2 separate regions of the Mus musculus genome follow, and region 1 is linked to region 2. Evidence: chromatin contacts called from public ChIA-PET data. All regions are on one chromosome and are shown on one strand. Each heading gives the region's core, a stretch centred on a gene start, on an enhancer-like site or on the middle of the called end of the contact. The rest is flanking DNA. Distances are from core to core; before and after follow the strand shown. Region 1 has its middle 140 kb from the start of Dmrta1. Region 2 has its middle 7.4 kb from the start of Gm34457.

What was found. ChIA-PET counts read pairs in DNA pulled down with a chosen protein or histone mark.
Region 1: an RNA polymerase II ChIA-PET map of memory CD8 T cells shows a contact between it and region 2, with 8 read pairs. The contact joins two enhancer-like sites. A contact is called at or near these places in 1 of 39 promoter capture datasets (cranial neural crest), 1 of 484 Hi-C or Micro-C datasets (CD4 T cells) and 1 of 115 datasets of contacts at active chromatin or transcription factors (memory CD8 T cells).

What each region holds. Positions count from the first base shown.
Region 1 is chr4:89,547,027-89,552,916 of GRCm38.p6, forward strand. No RefSeq gene overlaps it. Among named protein-coding and RNA genes, the nearest start is that of Dmrta1, 140 kb to the right of the region's middle. Within about 2 kb of position 3,690, at least 27 of the 459 cell types and tissues checked have an H3K27ac peak or open chromatin away from gene starts, as enhancers often do. A contact at or near this core is called in memory CD8 T cells, where this site is marked.
Region 2 is chr4:88,861,216-88,867,865 of GRCm38.p6, forward strand. No RefSeq gene overlaps it. Among named protein-coding and RNA genes, the nearest start is that of Gm34457, 7.4 kb to the right of the region's middle. Within about 2 kb of position 3,591, at least 120 of the 459 cell types and tissues checked have an H3K27ac peak or open chromatin away from gene starts, as enhancers often do. A contact at or near this core is called in memory CD8 T cells, where this site is marked.

The DNA of each region.
Region 1 (5,890 bases), core at 2,440-4,939, 690 kb after region 2:
GTACACAATGTGTCCTTGCTGCATTCTACTGTGCCCAGATACCCTTGCGCTTGATCAGAGGAACATCCAGGAGCAGGGAAGGGAGCCTGTGCTTGTCTATGGCATACATTACACTTTCGGTTTTTAAGCACGCGTCTTCTTGTTCTTTAACTAGGGAACTTCGTTTCTAGTTTTTCCGTCAGAATGGCTCCATATCTTGAATGCAGTGACTTCGCTTTAAAAACCACCATATTCCTTTTCTGGTTAGCTATTATTGCCATCTTGTGAAGCTTGGTTCAGTGGGAATTGAGGGTGAGTATAATTCTGTAGTCAGCTGTAGGGGGTGTGGCTTGGAACCTTGAACTATCTTACATGAAGTACATGTGGTTTTATATGAACTGATGACTCCTGATGTCAGGCAAATTCACACTTTTAATTTGCCAAAAAGGTTTCATATTGCCATCAGGGTTCCTATGCCAAACTCTCAAGTGAGGACCCTGAGGCTTACGGAGTTGAAATAGTAAGTTGATAATGGGAGAGACTGTGCCTTACACGCTTCCTTTATTTGGACTTCCAAGTTCTTCAAGGTGCTTCTTTTTAAAGTCATTTCATTATTTCCTATGTATGTGGCTGGCAAGTTGAAGGATCATGTGAAGCATGTGATAGTTGGCCGTGATGTTTATCGCCATGATTTAGTATCTCCTAGCTCTCTCATTTCAGTTTTGCTCATTGGCTAAACATCCCTCCCGCAGATCGCTTCTTGACCAGGATTTGTCTGAATTATGCTTGAGAACCAGTATTCTTTCATGAGGAAAATAGATCTTTCTGTTTTTATGATCTCTATCTGAATTACTGCTCCTGTTTCGTGTCGCTTCTTAGAAGAACAGTTCGTCCGTGAAAGGTCGTTTCACGTCAGCTTTGCAGAAGCGGCCCCTTACATCACAGGAAGTAGGTGTGTAGATGTATAGCACCTCAGAGTTATCAAGCAAACCTTACTGCCAAGAGTGCCCGAGACAGGGTCTCTTCTGCTTACAAATGCTGTCACTTCTCCATTCCCACAGCCTAGAATAGTGCCTGGCATTGGGATCCCTGCCTAACTGATTCATTTCAAAATATTACATGCAGGCTCTGTGGATCAAAAACTTGTTTCTTGGAAGGTGGTTCCTCTCTTACTGCTGTCCTCACATTCTATCCTGTTTAATATGTACTAAAGAACATATCTCCTCTGATTTTGTTTTTCTGTTTTGTCTTGTTCTGTTTTTGGGTTGAATTCTTTCACAGACCTGCCTCTTACCACAGTTTTCTTGGGCCTGGACAAGAAGGACCAGGAACTTTACCTCTTGGGATCGTAGAAGTGGCAACCTTTGGGGCTGGAGATAGCAGAGGTTTCAGGCTGGAGCATCCCTGGTATTATCAGACGTTTCCCTTCTTGACTAGGGAATTCTCAGAGTCATGTCTTGTCTCAGAGATGCCTGATGCCTTTTGGCCAGGTCACCTTAATGGGACTTCAAGGCTTCCCTGCTGTGACACAGGGACAGCCTAGGGACTCTCTTTTTCTGCTTCCAGCCCTCTAGAGGACTCTTTTGAGCCACAGAGGCCACAATATCTGGGCTAGGCAACACTAATGAAATCCAGTCTTCTTGAAGACAAGTCCTGCCATGATAAAGGGTGATGTTCCCAGAATGTTTAACAGATCTTTCAGTCACAATGTCATCCTTTCAAGGCAGCACTTTGCTGGGACCTAAACCCTGGAGACTGATGGGTTTGCTGCAGGGCTATTGTCTTCTGTCTAGTTCTCTTTCTCCAGATCCAGGGGCAGCTGCTGGGTGGGCCAGATTTCTCTTGTGTTTCTTTTTTTCTCTCCTCAGCCAGGCCTCCCGAGACTGTGCTCATCTGAGGATGTTCTTGTATCATTAGAGCATCTCAGATTCTAGCTACTTGCATGGCAGTTATGCTTCAGAGACCGTTTGTGTCTCTGAACCCTTCTTTGTCCCGTGTAAGTTCATCAAGAATCAGGGATCAGGGATGAGTATAAGGGTTGGGCACTTGTTGTTCAAGAAGACTCCTGGACGTATAAACATAATTCCCAAGACTCATAGACTCAAGACCTCAATACTTGATTCGAGTCCCCTCGTGTGCACCCACAACCTTTCCACCATTTTCCAAAAATCTTTTCTCATGTTTTCCTCTTGATAAGAAAGCATCAGCTCCCTACTTAGAAAATTCACTCCTTATCTGGTTATATGGGGTAGCCTCATAGGTTTCATTTGGAGTGAGATCAGTTTCTAAAATTTTCTTAGAACTCTAAGTCTGCCATCACAGTACAAGCCTAGTCCTAGGTGTCTGATCATTGTACTACCAGCAAGCTCACTTCATTTGTCTTCCTAAACACACTGGATGCTGCTTTTAAAACACCCAGACACACTGCATGCTGGTTTTAAAACTTCTGTTTGACCCTCTCCTATTTCCTCTTTGTTCCTGAATCCCTATTCCCCAACCATCAGTGTGAATGGAACCTATGTAAGTTGTGCCAAGGTGGCAGTAACAGAAGGCCACTTGGAGCTGTCAAAATTCCCTACATTCTGGTGACTTAAATACAGATAGAACTCACACCAACAGATGGATCCCTCTTATGAGTCTTAACAATGAGATTATAAAACACTCTTTAAAAGGATTTGCCAAACACATCATTTTGTCATATCAGGGGCAGTCTTTGAGAGACTCTAATAGGCAGGACTCATTTTCTATAAAACACATTGAGTTATGGCATAAGTCAAACCCTTTTTCTGATTCCAAACCTAGATTACTTATGTCTAAGCCTTCAGGTCTCTATTCTGGGTATAACACATAGCTAAATTACACTCCTAAAACTTGGAAACTGGACGGGCTCATCAATGCCTCAAAAGTCTGTCAAAGGACTTCTGACTCCAAGAGTTTATTAGTTCACAGTCAGTATATTTTGGGCCGAATTTGTGAATCAAATACTAATTGAAAAAAGTACAAAGACTATATGCTCAGTGGAGAGCTCACTGAGACACAAACCAAAACCCTTTTATGGACCCTCCTCTATAAGATGTCTTAACTCCCTTAATGGGCAATCATAGTCTCCACTTTCCTAGGTTCTGTGAGAAACATAACACATTACAACTTTTCATTTACTGCCTGCTGAACATGATTTAGTGGTCCCTCTAGGGCCTGAGCCTATCTCTGCCTTCTCAGGTACTGAGCAGGAGCATGGATTGTGACATCTGTCCTTCCCAGAGTCACATTTACTCAGGACTATACACTCTTGTCTTGACAGTTTCTCTTGCCTCAACAAAAAGAGCAGCGCCTACTTCGTTGTTAGTAGTCCGGACTTCACCTTCACTGTGTGTACAGAAACAGGGGTTCTTATGAACTCTGCCGTTTGCTATTCAAACACTCTAGAACTCAGAAACCAAATAATTATGCTAGCCCAAGGCCTTTCACAGGTACACGAGGTGCTAAATCTACTTCATAGCAGTTGGCCTTCAGAACTTCTTGGCTCTTGGTTTGTGGCTGCTGTTCAAGGTGGACACTGCACCACACACACAAAAAAGTAAGTAGGTTGCTTGCTTATGATAATAAATCTGGACAGATACAAAAACAATCAACACAATATCATCAAACATGCTGATGAGGCTTGGGTACAAGGATCAAAGGGAACGTTTGAATGGCGAGACTTTGAAACAAGTGAGAAAATGTGGTTTCCTGTTGATCTACTTTCTGGGGGTGCTTGTAGTCAGTTGTCTGCTTCCTGCATTTTGTTCCTGCATTTTAAACTTATGTGTCAAGTTTGTTTCCTCTGTGCTTCAACAGATCTATCTCTAAGGCTTTTATCCCTTACCCTCAGAAGTCTCTCTCCCTCCAAGTCCCCTGGGCCAGGAATGCAGACCTTCTAACAAAAACCACTCCAAACTGTAGTTCTTATTTTATAGCCTAGCATGGAATCTCTGCTAGAGTAACACATGATACATATGGGCCAGTGTGTTCCTTCTGCTTGGCTCAGAGAAGCCATTGAAGAAAAGGCCTCCAACCAGCTCTCTGGTAATTGGTTTGTTACACTGACAAGGTGGAATGTAGACGCAAGGCTATGATTAGAAAAACAGAAAGAAAACAGGTCTTTAGTTCAACTCTGGTTCAGAAAGTGCCCCCCCAAAAAACAAAAACAAAAACAAAAACCCAGACCTGTTCTACTCCTGTTGAGACCAATGAAAAGGTAGAGTATCATAGGCCTGTAAAACACCAACCAAGTGTATACATGGATGGGTCCATGGCTCCAGCTGCATATGTAGCAGAGGACTGCTTTATCTGGCATCAATGAGAGAGAAGGCCCTTGGTCCTGTGAAGGTTTGTTGTCCCAGTGTATGGGGATGCTAGAGGGGTGAGGTGGGAGTGGGTGGGTGGATGGAGGAGCACCCTCTTAGAGGCAAAGGAGAGGGGATGGAATGTGGGGTTTGTGGAGGGGAGACCTGGGAAGGGAGACAACACTTGAAATGTAAACAAATAAAATAACAAATTAATTTAAAAAAAATAAAAGAGAGAATGGCCTGTAACCTGGCTGTCACGAAGTGCAGCATTGCAAACCCATGCAAGAGCAGAGCACTGACCAGTCAGAGCTGTCCTCCTTTCCACTGTGTGACTAGAATGAGGGAGACCGAGTGCGTAGTAGCTTCTGCTAACCAAACAGGAAGGCTCCTAATTAGAAAACTCTCATCTTATCTTACGAGCCCATGCTGGCAGTTCTAATACTCCCATTGAAATGTGGCTAACAAACTTGTCAACTGTTTCAAGGAAAAAACACATAAACCAATCTCAGACAAGCCATTTCCTAAAGTTTCTAAGCTTAACAACTGTGTAAAGCGCTGGGCGGTGGTGGTGCACGCCTTTAATCCCAGCACTCAGGGGGCAGAGGCAGGCAGATTTCTGAGTTCGAGGCCAGCCTGGTCTACAGAGTGAGTTCCAGGACAGCCAGGGCTACAACAGAGAAACCCTGTCTCGAAAAACAAAAACAAAAACAAAACAAAACAAAACAAAACAAAACAAAACAAATCTCAACTGTGTAAAGCAAAAAAAGCCAAAAAGCTGGGGGAGGGGGGAATTTAAAACTAGAACCCCAAAGATGCTTAAACTTAGAATCATGCATGGCACAAAACTAGGGAAAATTAGAAAAAAAAAAGGTAAAAGAAAGTTCACTGTACATAAATCTATTATGCACACAATTGGACGTTTCAGGACTATTAAAGCCCAAGACACTTTAAACCACTTTTTACACATTTATTTCTAAATATTGATGGGTTGTTTCTAGCGGAAATGTTTTTGTTGCTGCACACACACACACACACACACACACACACACACACGCACACACACCCTGTAATGCTGACAGAGGGAAATGCATGGCTCTGTGGTCTTAACAGCTCAAGCAATACCTTTCTTCCAATTTCTGTACCCTTCTTCTATATCATTAGGCACTAATTGCCCCATTATAGTGCTTTGGGACAGTCTTAAAATTGTGCCCCAGGCTTTTCAGCAAATTCAGCTTTAAAGTAAATGTCCCCAGCAGTCAGAGAATTATTTACTAAACACAGTACAGAGTTTCTTCTCGAACGAAGGCTTAAGCCCTTACACACTTGCTAAGTCTCTGTTACAAAATCTGTGGGTCCTTAGTGGGGAAATTGCTGTTTCTCATTACTCGCCCTTCTTCCCCACAAGCATCAAAGTGAAAAAGGAACCTTTTGCACTCAGCGTCCACAGATCCACACAGTTATCTTTAACCCATCTGAGGTTTCTTTATATTTAATCATTTTGAAGAAGGGGAAGCGAGAGACTCTGAATTGAGCCATTATTTATAAGGAGAGTTAGGCCCTTTAAAATTATTCTTGGTGTGAAA
Region 2 (6,650 bases), core at 2,341-4,840:
CCTCTTCAGATCTGGGGTGTGTCATAAGTATGTAAATCTTTCTTTCTCAGTCAAACTTCAGCCAAGACTGCCCCATCCTCTTTTCTTTTACCACCACTGTTGTGGAAGTTCCAACCAGGAGGGCTGAGAAGGAGAAGGCACTTGGAGAAGGGAGGAAACTCCAGGTGGAACCAAGCTCAGGTTTTGTAAAGTTCTGGCAGTCTCCAACAATTTCTTACAGCTTTGGTAGCCTATAGGCAATGGTGTGACTGCCTGAGACTATGCTGGTACCCAACAAAAGGTTCTCCTCTTCTCTTCTCTTCTCTTCTCTTCTCTTCTCTTCTCTTCTCTTCTCTTCTCTTCTCTTCTCTTCTCTTCTCTTCTCTTCTCTTCTCTTCTCTCTCTTCTCTTCTTTCTTTTCTTACACCCAATAGATGTTTGTATGAAACAGTTTCAGGTAGGAATGGAAACAAACAACCTTTTGCACATAACAATGCAGAACATTCCTTCCTTAGCAAACACAGTCAGTAGTGTGTGTGACCTTTGACCGTATGGCTGTGATAATCATTCCTTAGGGCAGTTTCTTGCTTTGTCTGCTGAAGATAAAGGTTAGGGGTTTAACTTTAACTCTTCTATCTTTTACTTAATCCTACAGTTTCTAGGTAAGGATTGCAATAGGATTTTGTTAGGTTTCTATATGAGGAATGTGTAATATACATATGTATCATATGCATTTCTCACACCCGCCGATTCCATCTGCTATATACATTTCTTTCACATTTTTTTCTGTCAACTCAATACTAGTCAGTAGCATTACTTTTGCATTTTGTGTTTTTGGTTTTTTGTTTGTTTGTTTGTTTCTTCAAGACAGGGTTTCTCTGTGTAGCCCTGACTGTCCTAGAACAGCCTCAAATTCAGAGATATGCCTGCCTCTGCCTCCAGAGTGTTAGGATTAAAGGTGCACACCACCACTGCCCAGCTACTTTGTGTTTTTAATTGTTACTGTTATTGCATTTATTTTCTATTCCTGTCTAAAGTAACTACTATATACATGTGCACATTATTATCAGTGCCCTTGCTTCCTAAAACTACCAGAGCTTAAAAGGTGATTAAACTTTGATTTTACTATTGACTAATTCTTGCTATAGACCTTACCTTTGATATTGATTGTTTTTCAGACAATATTCAGGTTGAAGGAAGCACAATGGGATCTGTCCCTGCGTCCCAGGTATAAGAACATGCTATTAGGATACAGTTTGAAGGGGCTCCCCTCACAGCATCACTGGGACATATAAAGCCCAAGCCACTAGCACACTTGCCCAAATCACATCTCATTTTCAGAGTAAGTCTACCTCAAAGGGACGCTACATTCTGTTCCCAACTTCCTTCCTTGCCTCCTGTGTGGGAATCGCAGAGCATAGTTGGCAGCACCAGCTATAACTCTCTCCTAGTCCTAAAAAGATGTAAGAAGAGTCTCCTTGTTTTGCCTATTGGGCCCTGTTTCTCTTCAGAGACCTCACCGTGCTGTCTTTCCTGCAGAGGCTCTGCTTTAGTCTGCTTTAGTGTTGCAGTGATAAAACACTGGCCAAAGCAACTGGGGTGGGGGCTATTCCGTCATAAAGGGAACTCGGGGCAGAAGCTGGGGAAAGAATCTGGAGGCAGAAACGGAACTGAGATTCACGGAGAAGCATTGCTTACTGGGTTGCTCAGCTTTCTTTTAAAATACAACCTAGGACCAGGTGCCCAGTACCTACCTAGGACCAAATGTCCAAGAATGGCACTCACCACAGTGAGCTGGGCCCTCCCACATAAAAAAAAATGTCATACAGCCATGCCCACTGGCCAATCTGATGGGGGCAATTCCTACACGGAGGGTCTCTCATTCCCAGTGACTTAAGCTTGTGCCAAGTTGACAAAAACTTATCAGCACAGACCTGACATCTCCCCGAAGCTCCTGGCATGCTGCAGCCTGCCAGTCTGTCTGTCTGTCTGTCTGTCTGTCTGTCTGTCTGTATCTTCTAATAAACTCGTTAGTCCCCAGTAGCCTCAGTATCCCCTGAACTGCCTGCCTCACATCCCAACCTACTGTCTCCCCTCTCTAATAAGCCCTGATAAGACCCTGCTGACAGTACTGTATCAATTTTTAAGCTAACAGGTTTCTATGTGCCCAGATTTCCCCCTGGAGGAAATGAATTTGCAGGCACAATAAAGATGTACTGGTGGCCACACAGCCTGCTACTCACCCACTTCCCAGCTTCCTCGGAATAGTTGGGGGGGGGGCAGGGAAGTCTAGCTGTAGGCTTCTGCTAAGAAACCCACCCCGCCCCCCTTCCTCAGAGTTTTAAGTGTCACGCCCTCTGGTCGGGTCTGCTTGACAGGCTGAAAAAGTCTGTAAGCACTCAACGAGGAAAAGAGTTTCAAGGAAGCTCACCTTCTGGAGTTTTGGCGTTCTCATTTAACCATATACTCATACTCTATTCCTGCGTTAGTCTGGTGTATGGGAGCTCTCTTTTAATATTTTATTATAAATGCCTTTTAAGATTAAATTCTGTTATAGTGTTCCAAGGTCCCAGTAGCCTGCAAGCTTGAAATCCGAGCTTAAAATCCCGCAGGAAAGCAAAAAGGAAGTTACCTATTCAGTTACTAATTAAGCATTACAATAGACAGAGCCAGTGGCTCAGCTGGTCTGCAGAAAGAGCCAGGGAATCTCACTGAGATAAAAATCTTCAGTACAGGCTACATTGCATATTAAAAACAAGTTGGTATATTCTCCTGACAAATGGAGATTCTCCAGATACTTAAAAGTTACACTCATATAAGAATTTAGCAAAGCCTAGGAAATTAGGGGGGTTGTGATATTACATTATTCATGAGGCCTGCCAAGAGCAGAAACCCCTGGTGCTAGCCTTCACAAGGTTCAAAGGTATAACACTAGAGTGTGAAATCCTTGCCTGTCACTAAGCTGACCCTAGGCAGAACTACTTTATCTTTACTGTAAACTCTTACCTGGTTCCTGTAAATCCTTTTGAAGTCATTCCTTTGTTTTGTACATGGTAACTTCAATGTACCTTGCCTGCTGTGACTTCCGACCCTTGTATTTTCTGTACTATAAAAAGTTTGATGCTCGACCTGACAGATTACATTCAGATTCTACACAATCTCTCGTGTTGGTCTGTCTGTATTTCCCTCCGACGCTTTGCCCACCTGCCCCAGAGACCCGTTCCACACAGACAAAGGGACCAAGAGGGTCTACAACATTTAAGAAGGTCACAGACTGTCACCTGGGCTTGATTTTTCAGACGACACCTCTTTCCCGTGCTTCCCCCCGCCCCCATACTTTCTGTCTTTGGTGCCGGGGCTTGTGTTCTTCTCAGAGTCCCTACCAGGCAGGCTCTTGTCTGTTCGTACATATGTCTATGGCATCAATAACTCTTCTAAAAAACTTATCCCCCAAAATTCATCTTAGTGCCCCACATTGAGCACCATGCCCAGCCATGATGCAGTCTTAAAAATCAAAGTGAAAGAGACGATGAGTTTTCATAGACTCCTCCCTTTGCCACCTCAGCTGCTGCGCTGTTCTACCAGGTCCGTGCCACATCCTCTCTTCTGCGGTAAACCCCGTATCTGTTTCAGTTCACACTTCCTTTAATAACCCCGATCCTCAACTGTCTCTAAAGTACTGTGTATCTGATCTCCTTTTTATTTATGTCCACAGAGTCTCGGACGGTGTGGCTGAGATGACTGAATTCATATTTTAAACTACGTTAGAGCACTGGATGGACATAGTTAGCTTACAATAATTTTCTCCATTCTCATTTTTAAAAGATATCATTACTATTTTCCAGCATAAGAGCAGATTGCTGTGGGGCCTGCCGATTCCCTTTCTCCAAATTCTAGGCTTCTTCGAGAGGCAGTGTTTTCTCAGCCTTGCAAAGCGTTAGCACTTTGGTGGAGTCCTCAGGGGAGGCCTTATCCTGCCTGCTGGGTTAGTGCTCTCCTGACTGCGGTCAGAGGTCAGAGTGCCAGTCTCCTGTGGTTGGTTTGACCCTTTCCTTCTCTCCCCACAACTGTTCACATCTGGGTCAAACTGAAAATCATCAGCTGGAGAAGGTCTTCCAGACCGAGGGCTGTTCATAGAGTCCTAAGAGGAATCTCTCTGTTCCTCGAGGAAGTTGCCATCTTAGTGCCTTGGTGCATTTCAACATTTTTCTTCCTTCCTCTTTTCCCTTAGCTCTGGGTTTTGGTAACTCCCTGCCATTTCTCAGGAGAAGTTGACTCCCCTTTTCATTTTCATGACATTTGGACTTCTATTTGTTTCTCTTTCCCCACAAAATGACAGAGTTTTTCTTTCTATGAACATTGAAAGGAGAAATAAAATTTTCTATCTTGAAAAAAAAATTTTTTTTAAAGGCCCAGCCCTTTGTGGCTCCTTCCATGCCTTCACTCCTTCCGTGCCTTTAGCCTTCATTAAGCTCAATGTGACCCAGGAAGTGATATAAGAACAGCACAGCACTCCAAGTCAAAGCACCTCTAAGTAAAAATAGCTCATAGAATTTATTATGTTATTGTTATTTAAATTTAAAATAAAAAGCATGAATAAAGCAAGTTTCATTCTTGAACATGTATGTTCTCCTGGTGTCCTTTATTGCTACAATGAATCACAGAGAGACAAACAAACCAAAGAGAGTCATCAGGAACTGGGGGCAACTAGATTCTCTTGATAAAAACTTAAATTTTAAAAAAGGGATGTTTTGAACCTTCTTAGAACTTTTGTTTCCGGTAGTTTATTTTACTTACCTAATCTTAGTCAAACATAAACTATCGAGAGTCGTGCAATTTTCTTCAACCAAATTAATTCCAAGCTTACAAAGGATAAGCACTGGTTATACAAGGACAAGATATTTTAAAATCCTTTTTGTATACGTAAAGCCTACTGTACCTGACCCTATGCCAATACACTTTGGTGACATAGACTTGCAAGGAGAAACACTGTCACCTATGCGCCTAGCTCACAAAATAATGAAACTTGTTCAATCATTACCTAAGAGAGTTCAACAATAAAAGTTGTGTGTGGCAAAATAAAAATTGGCGATTGAATGTAAAATATTGCAACAAGTGCTTCATTTACCTACTCAGACAGAGCAAATGTTTGCTCTCGCCATCAGAAGGCTGTTGACATCTTTGATAGCTAGGGTCCCGCCAAAGGAGAAGAGAAAGTAATACCATGAGAGCCAGGCTCTTTCAGGAAAACACTATAGGGTTAGGGGCAAAGACTTAGAGTTTTTATCATTTTTGTAACAAAGACACAAGTCCCCTTCTGTAAAGCTGAGAGAACTGTCAGGTGTGATAAGCACCTTGGGAGTAGACCTGCTGGGGACCCGATGTTCTTGTTGGACTGGAGTCTCCCTAAGCACCTAAAGAGAATGTGGGTGGTTTTCAGGATGACTGGGACCTAGGAGTGGGGATGGAGATAGCATAGTTGACCTCAGTTTAAAAATGTGGGCAGAGGGCGAAGTATTAATCCCAGCCTTGTGGCTCCTTTAAAGTACAGCCACGTGCCCCGAGTAGATGTGTTTAAGGACAGAAGACACCAGAGATCATTTACCAGGAGCCAGCAGGCTCTGCTGTAAGTTACACAACAGTGAGCAAAAATCTCATTCCAAGAAAGTTTCTTGATGCAGGTAGTGTATTAAATCCCTAAATTTGGAATGCTGAGGAGGGAGGGGAGGATTTCTGAAAGTTCTAGGTCAGCTGGAGATGTTGAGGAAGATGTTGATTTTTAAAAAAGATACCACCCAACAACAATATAAGTCCCCAACTAAACACAGAAACCTGTTATGGTGAGAATTCTAGGTAAAAGGGGAGGTGAGAATGAGGACCCAAAGCTTCTCATAGGCCAAGAAGAGTGATGTTTGCATGTGGGATAGAAGTGATTCAGTGTGTAAGTGTGCTTGTGAACACACACACACCTGGCCACAAGCTTAGAGTATTTCTCATTGAGGGGTAAGTATCCATTTGAATTGGCATATCTGAAATTTACTGGAAATATTAACTTTAATAATGTAATCAGTAGCCTGAATGGATGTCACTGTCTTAGTCATATGAAAAATTCACAAATGAGAACAAAGTTCAAGCTTAGATAAATGTTCAGAAAATGCAAACTGTGTGTTCCCTGTTTAAGAATTTTACACACACACACACACACACACACACACACACACACACACACACACACACACACACACACACACACACACACACACGCAGGGTATCTTCACAGAACGTAGAATCCCGTTCACTCCACTGCCATCCTCTTCTCACAGCGTCATTTCCCCATAGTCCTCCTGCTCCATCTGCTGGCCGCTCTGGTGATGTGCAGCTTGGTCCTGCTGGATTTCTGGGCTGTGACTTGCCTCAAAACTCTTGTTTAGCAGGAAAACATTTGTGCTCCTGGGCCAAATAAAAATTTCCCCTTCCTAGTGTCTGAAGGAGAGAAGGGACTTCAGATTCCCCCAAGGCACAGTGATCGCCGGATTCAGAAGTCCCATGGTGGAAGAGTGAACCAACTCCTGAATACTGTCTTCTGCTTGTCATATGTATGACATGATGCATGTGTTCACACACTTACATGAATAAATATACAAACACTAAGAACGAAGGGATGGGGCTCT